2 separate regions of the Gossypium hirsutum genome follow, and region 1 is linked to region 2. A link is a contact called in public Hi-C data. All regions are on one chromosome and are shown on one strand. The core of a region is the stretch at or near the end of the contact, and the rest is flanking DNA. Distances in the headings are between cores, read along the strand shown.

Region 1 (3,788 bases), core at 791-3,290, 910 kb after region 2:
CAGCCTATAGATTCGCAAAAGATTGGCAAGAGAAGAATGACTTGGCTAGAGCTTGTTTACACAAGGCAAGTAAGCGTAGCAAGAGGTGGGCCGATCAGAACCGAAGGGATGTACAATTTCAAGTGGGTGACTCAGTCCTTGCTAAACTACACTTGATTTTACGATATACTGGTTTGCACAAGGGTCTTGTGCGAAGGTATGAAGAGCCGTTTAAAGTTGTGAAGAGAGTGGGCAAGGTGGCCTACAAGCTGGAGTTGCCACCAAAACTTAAAGTACACCCAGTCTTCCATGTAAGCATGCTTAAGCCGTTTTATGAGGATCAAGAAGATCCAAATCGAGGCAAGTCCGAACGAGCACCGATGGGGGTAAAAGTCTCATATGATCGTGAAGTAGAAAACATTGAGGCAGATCGGGTAATTAGACGAAAGTACCACCGACCACAGCATGAGTACTTAGTTCGATGGAAGGGACTTCCTGATAGCGAAGCAAGTTGGGAACCTGCTGAGGCATTGTGGCAGTTCCAAGGGAAGATTGACCAGTTCCATAAGGAGGATGCGACGAGGGCGTCGCTAGAACAAGTGGGGGAGAATGTCATGGGTTGCGCGTTGGTGCTCGCAACCATGACAAACTGGTGCGATCCATCGTGTTCGAGGGAGGTCATTTAGCCCAACCAAACTGGCCCAACCAAACTGGCCCGGTGATTGGAGAGATTAAAAGCCCATCTCAAGAGGCTGATAGAAATGGGAAGTGTTCTAGAAGATATAATTATGGAATCTTAAAGTTCTATTTGTATATAGCTGGTTATGTAAGCTTAGAGTTCTAATTGTATTCAGCTTTTAATTATAGCTATTGATATACTGTGAGGCTCAACTATAAATAGAGACCTCTTTGCTCATTGTATATTCATTGAGTTATTAATAAGAATTTTGAGAGTATTCACTCAAACTTTTCTCTCAAGTGTTCCTGCTTTTGTTCATCTTTCAAGGCTCGTTCTTACTTCGTTCTTCTGTTGTTCTTCGTGAAAATCTTAAGGGAATTCTATTGAATCCTTTATTATTGCGAGTGAAGTTGACTTGGGCGTTTTTGCTGCTGAATCTTTTTTTTGTTACAAGTTAGGCTGACTTAGGCGTTTTAAGCAGAGAAACTGCCTAAGGCCGCATGGATCGCGTGGGAAAACTCTAAGTCCGTGACACGTTAACTAGTTGATGCGTGGAAACCCAGTTAAAATTAGCTGATGTGGCAGAATAACATGGAGTTTACCCAAAATTTATCCAAAATTACAGCCCAAAATGAGAAAAAAATTTTGCCAATGATAAAGAAAGCAAAACACAAACCCTAATAGAACTTGGAAAAGTTCTTTCTTTGGCATTGAAAATTGATGGCGAAAATGTTGAGGTTGGCATTGAAATGGATGCCAACCACTACAACAATCCTTATAATGTCAGTTCCTTCGATAAGAATGATCCGAACATCGACCCTAGTTTAGTCAAAGCTCCTGCTTGATATGATGTTATGAAGCTTCAAATCAACTTTGATGAGGAATCTGGGAAGATCGTTGATGCTTGCTTTAAAACATTTAGTTGCAGATCGACGATTGCCAAAACTCTGATTGAACTTTTGTCTCTTTCTTTATTTTCTAATCTCTTCTCATCCAGTAATAAGATGATGCATTTGGTTAAATACAACGAAGAAAAGCTCTCGACCGTTCTCATTATCAGAACTATTCTTTGTGAAGCTTGCCCCACCGCGATCCGTAACATCATGTTGCTGTTGAATCACTTTAGAATTTTTCTCTTTTTCATCTATTACCCAATCCAACTAGGGTTTTAAAATGAGGTCATTTACACAGTAAAATAACATATCAAATTTTCATTATGTTTGTAATGAAAACTGGTTAATAAGATTAAGTTTTTTTTCAAAAAGTCTAGTGAGTATTTTATTATTAAAATCAAAATTAATAATTTAAATTTACCAAAAAAAAATTATGTCTCAATACACATTTTCTGAATCCCCCCAACCATCCTCCTTATCCGCCATATTTTTCCCGCCCTATCAGATCAGATCGATCACATGAAATCACACAGCAACGACCATCATGATGGTGATCATAATAATGCCCCCACTCTCAACCCCACCTCTTCTTCCCCTCTTTACTCTTCCATCCTCGCTTTAAAAGAATCTGTCTGTCCTCCACTACCCGCAAATCAATGCCCTGTAAAATTTCTCCATTTTTTTCACCTTTTCCTCCTTTTATTTTTTTAATTTCTTTTTCGTTTTCAAATTAAATTTCTCACTCTCTATATCTACTCTTAATCTTCCACCACTCTCACTTGCTACTATAGCCTTCCATTTCCCTTTTCTTCTCTTCAACCCCACCTGCTAAAATGCACCAATTTCCGGTGCTTCCTAGCCTCATCGCAGTGTCTGTACTGCTGATGGTAACTCCAGTCATTGGGTACCGTCCATGGCCTCACTTAAAACCCAACAGCTCCGATTTAACGTTGGGAAGCTCCAAGAAATTCGAGGGCTCATCAGAGTTCGTCCAAATGAGATACCATATGGGACCAGTTCTCACCGCCAACATCACCGTACACATAGTTTGGTACGGCCGATGGAAAAAATCTCAGAAGAAGATCATCCGTGAGTTCATCAACTCAATCTCCGCCGTTGATGCCAAGCACCCTTCTGTTGCCGGCTGGTGGAAGACCGTACAACTTTATACGGACCAAACGGGCGCCAACATCTCCCATACTGTGCATTTAGGGGAAGAGAAGAACGACCGATTTTACTCGCACGGGAAAAAACTGACGCGCTTGTCGATACAGTCGGTGATAAAAAGCGCGGTGACAGCGAGTACAAAGCCGTTGCCGATAAACCCCAGTAGCGGGCTTTTCCTCTTGCTCACATCCGATGACGTGTACGTCCAGGATTTTTGCGGCCAAGTATGTGGGTTCCATTATTTCACATTCCCATCCATCGTGGGTTACACGCTCCCATACGCATGGGTGGGGAACTCGGCGAAGCTTTGCCCGGGGGTATGCGCTTATCCCTTCGCTGTGCCGAAATACATGACGGGGTTCAAGCCGTTAAAGTCACCCAACGGTGACGTAGGAGTGGACGGGATGATAAGCGTGATCGGACACGAAATTGCTGAACTGGCAACTAACCCGTTGGTGAACGCTTGGTATGCCGGCCAAGACCCAGTGGCACCGGTGGAAATAGCGGATTTATGTGAGGGTATTTATGGAACTGGAGGTGGTGGATCTTACACGGGACAACTATTTAACGATAAAGATGGTGCCACGTTTAACATGAACGGGATCAGACGGAGGTACTTGGTTCAGTGGGTTTGGAATCATATCCTCAATTACTGTACTGGGCCTAATGCACTTGATCAGTAATTTTTATTTTGAAATTAAAATATTTTAGGGTTTCTTTATTTTGGCATTTTGAGGTTTATTAAATATGGACTTTTGTAATATTTATAATTTATATATTATTCCTTATATGAGGATTTGAAAGATTTGGATGGTGGTGATAACAGGGGTTGAAATTAAACGAATTTTCAATATTTTAATTGTTAATTGAATTAAATTTAAAAAAAAAGTTAATTGATTCAAAATATTTCGCTTAATTTAGTTTAAAATATGTTTTTTTGTTAAAACAAATATAAAATATAATGTTTATTTAATCAAATTATTAGAATTAAAATAACATATAATTTATATTATTAATTTTTTTTTTTGAAAATCAACTAGACTTTCATAAATGGATAAATAATTAAAATA
Region 2 (3,972 bases), core at 1,192-3,691:
ATAACAAAAAGGAAACAAAACCTGGAGCCATAAAACAGATGAAGACTCACTTCAACACTAGTATGGGAAAAATACAAGCTAAGGAACCCTACAAATCATTCTAAGCAGAGCAGAAGTGACTCCATATTTAAGAATCTGCAATGGTGACCTCCACCTCCACACCAGGTTCAATGGTAATAGATGTTATCTGCTTCACCACATCAGGAGAACTGAAGAGGTCAATAACTCGCTTATGAACACGAAGCTCAAACCGATCCCATGTGTTTGTTCCTACACACCACCCAAATGATTAGTCTTGATGCATCATGACCCTTAGCATACTAGATTGTTATTTTAACACAAACAAATCACATGTGCACCATGTAGCTCAAGCATCTAACATTAGCAAAGTCAAGTTCAACATATCAGAACAAGCAAAAAGTTAGCAGTTAGTTCCTTCAAGAAAAAGATGGATGTGGAATTCAAAATTATTAACCAGCATGCAATTACAATAAAGTAGTATAAAATGCAGAGGACAAGGCAAGAATGCATAGACACTCCTGTTTCTTGTGGGTGTTATGATTACAGAGAAAAACAGCATGCAATTACAAAAAAGTTGTATAAAATGCAGAGGACAAGGCAAGAATGCATAGACACACCTATTTCTTGTGGGTGTTATGATTACAGAGAAAAACAGAAATTCAGCAGTATTATATGCTCCATCACAACAAGATACCATTTCTAAAATCATTTCTGACGAACAGGGAACTAGAGTATTCTCCATACAATAGGTTTCTGAAACATGCTTTCGAGGTAGAGTCAAAATAGTTTCAAACATAAATAATTGGGTAATAATGTAAGCTACACAATACAATAAGAGTCCGTTGGACTCAAGGGGAGTAAATACCTTCACCACATGGAGACTTCCTTGTTGTAATGTGAAGAACCTTGGTAGGCATCCTCACAGGTCCCTTAACTCTCAGTCTCTTATCCTTGGCACCACGAACCAGATCAGCACAAACTATCAATTAGACATATAGACATTAGACTAACCAATGCTTAGTCTATCCATTTAATCCATATCAGACCCCCAGAAAGTACTCATCACTATATGAAATTTAGCTAAGAAGAGGAAAATTTGATAGTAACAAGATTATAGAGGTATAAGATAAATCGGTACCTTTCTCAAGGTTTTTCACATTCTTGGAGGAGAGAGTGATTCTGATCTTGTGTATCTGTTCTTGGGGCTCCTCCAAACCAGGCTTGGTCGGCTTCATTGCAGCGTAGGCCATAGTTGCTTTTGTGTTCTGTTCAGTACAATCAATTTCTAATAAATAAAAAAGTTATCATCCAAAAGCAATTCACAAAATTAAAAATCTTAAGACTCAGTCAGCTTTTAGCTAGAAATATCAATATATAAATGATATCGCAAGGGGTGATGGCAATTAAATGCACATCAATTTTCTCACAAAATTCTATTTTCAGTTTCAGTTCTCCCTTATTTTCTTTCTGCTTTGTCCTCATTCTTCTTTACCGATTTCTGAGTTGAAACATGTCATAAGAGATAACAGTCTGACTAGAACTCAAAAGGAAATGGGTTAATTGAAAAAAGGATGCTGATAGGATTGTCACCAAGGTTGGAAAAACTAGGAGCAGTTGAAAATGGAGCTGCAATCTGAAATGCAAATGGGAGAAAAGTTCAGAGGTTGAAATGAGAAATATGTTTAAAAGATGCAGATGATGAAAGGCTCAATCAGAGGAATGGCAGAATTTGAGTCAAAGCTGAAAATTGTATTGTGAGTTGCCACAACAATAAAGTTATAAATCCAGGACTGCGGTTGCTACCAGAAATGTTGGTAGGTTCTAGGATTCAGACTAAATACTCCAAGGCCCAGTGTCACAAATTCGATGGTGGGGATTGTCAAGGATGGTTGCCTAAAATGGTTCTTTGAAGATGATCAATCCAATGATTTCCATTTTAAAACAGTAACGGAAATGTTGCGAAAACTGGAAAAGGTTATAACCCAAAAATTGTGGGTTTTTACTTGTTTGATTGAAGATCATTCCGGTGAACTAGAGCTATAAAACCCAGAATACAGAAAACCTAAAGCACTGTTCTTTCTTATTTTGCTCATTAATCTGACCCCAATTCCAAAGCAAGCTATTTTACACATCAAATAAAAATACCAAGGAAAATAAAAGGGAAAGAGAAAAGGAAACCTGGAAGAAGTGGATGAAGTGAAAGAAGTTAAGTGTTAAGCAACAGCCTTTGGTTGCCTCTTTCCTCAAAAGCCAACGGAGTAAATGTATTTTTAGAAGATATGCAAGGGGATCGGTAGGGGCAGAGGCTTTTATTATTAGGGTTAGGGTTTTTAGAAAGAAGGCTCGACCAAATAGATTTACGGGGTCGGGCTGCAATATTTAGTGGGTAAATTCTTTGTTGGTAACCCAACTTTTAGGGTCTTCCTTGTAATTTTGTCACCTAGGACGTTTTAAGCATTAAAAAAAATTAAGAATTAAAGTAAAAAGGTGGTAGATGCTAAAATGATACACAAAATTATTAAATTATACTTATTTATTTATTGATAATGCCAATTAATTTATTACTATAATATTGAAATTAATTAATTTAATCTCTTTTAAAATTTAAAATTTTATTTTATATTTCCATATTATCCTTAACGAAAATAACTTAAATAACTAATTTTAATAATTGTTTACGAAATTAAAAGTTCTTTTGGTTATATAATCTTGAATATTCCTAAACTAAAACCAAAGCAAAAATACTTGTAATTAATTAAATTAATTGTTTGTTCTTCATTTGGGTAAAGAAGTGATGACAAAAATTATGAGTTTTATTTAGTATAAAATATAAAATTAATTAATTTAAAAGATTTTTCTTTACTTTTAGCTTAACATGAATTATTTGAGTTTAATTTGAAAACACGAAATAAATTTTAAATTTTAAATAAAAAGTAAAATTTTACCGAAAAATTTGAAAAGTAAACTTAGAATTTTAGGAATATTGTAAAAACAATTTCTAAATAAAATGTCCAATCTACCCTTATTCTATATAGGAGTTGAAAATATATAATTTATATAGGTAATTAAAATGTGATAAACAAAATAATATATTAAAAATCATATTAAAGCAAATTTCACCAATATGAACATAAATAGAATTAAAGAAAAAGAAATAATATGATTTAATATTCTAATAAATAAATAGAGAAAACAATGATAAATGGATCACTAATAAGAAAACTATAAAAAATGAGTATTAAACATGTAAAATAAATAAATTCATCCTTTCATCTCGAAATCTTAAAAAAAATTAATGGTTTTTTACTGGAATAATATAAAAAAATATGAAAATGGGTTGATGCTAAAATTAAGTACTGAAAAGGTATATTTGAATGGGTGGAGGACGGTGCATACGCGGCACGACCCTCATTTTCTGACACTTTACAGTAAAAAAAATATATTTTAGTAGTGGAGAGTGTCAGATAGGCGGCACCAGTTGTGCCTATCAGATAGGCAGCACCAGTTGTGCCTATCAGATAGGCAGCACTAGTTGTGCCTATCTGATAGGCGGCACACCCAGTATATTCCCCCACTCCCCTATCCGGCTCGTATCAGTTTGGAAAAAAAATTTAGCAGAACAAGAGAGGGAGAAGAGAAGAAAGAAAGAAAAGAGAAGAAAGAAAAGAAATGTAATTTTTTTTATTGTTATTTTCAAATATAATAGATTATGATAAGAAAAAAAATTGTTAGTATTATATAGTTTGTTTAGTGTTATTTTTATGTTTTGTTTTAAAGTTTTTTTGTTTATTGTGATTTGTTACTAAGTTTTGTGTTTAGATTATTGAGAATGTTATCTTGTAAAATTTTTTAATATATTTGATATTGTTAGAAATGGCAATAAATTTGATATTGTTAGAAATTGACTATTATCATTCATTAAATTTTTTATGTAAGTATTTTTATGTTGTT

Evidence for each region. A called contact is a pair of places that touch in the nucleus more often than the background predicts.
Region 1: a contact with region 2 is called in a Hi-C map of leaf, with 2.2 times the contacts expected there. The contact joins the promoter of LOC107935725 here to the promoter of LOC107888758 in region 2. A contact is called at or near these places in 2 of 34 Hi-C or Micro-C datasets (callus and leaf).

Annotation. Positions count from the first base shown.
Region 1 is chrA09:40,366,379-40,370,166 of Gossypium_hirsutum_v2.1, forward strand. LOC107935725 (protein EXORDIUM-like 3) reads left to right here and starts at 2,041. Exons shown (of 1, transcript XM_041077793.1): 1 at 2,041-3,788. The coding sequence starts at 2,385. The coding sequence ends at 3,401.
Region 2 is chrA09:39,451,384-39,455,355 of Gossypium_hirsutum_v2.1, forward strand. It overlaps LOC107888758 (40S ribosomal protein S20-2), which reads right to left and starts at 2,442. Exons shown (of 4, transcript XM_016812953.2): 1 at 2,200-2,442; 2 at 1,160-1,286; 3 at 887-1,000; 4 at 1-270. The coding sequence starts at 1,271. The coding sequence ends at 128.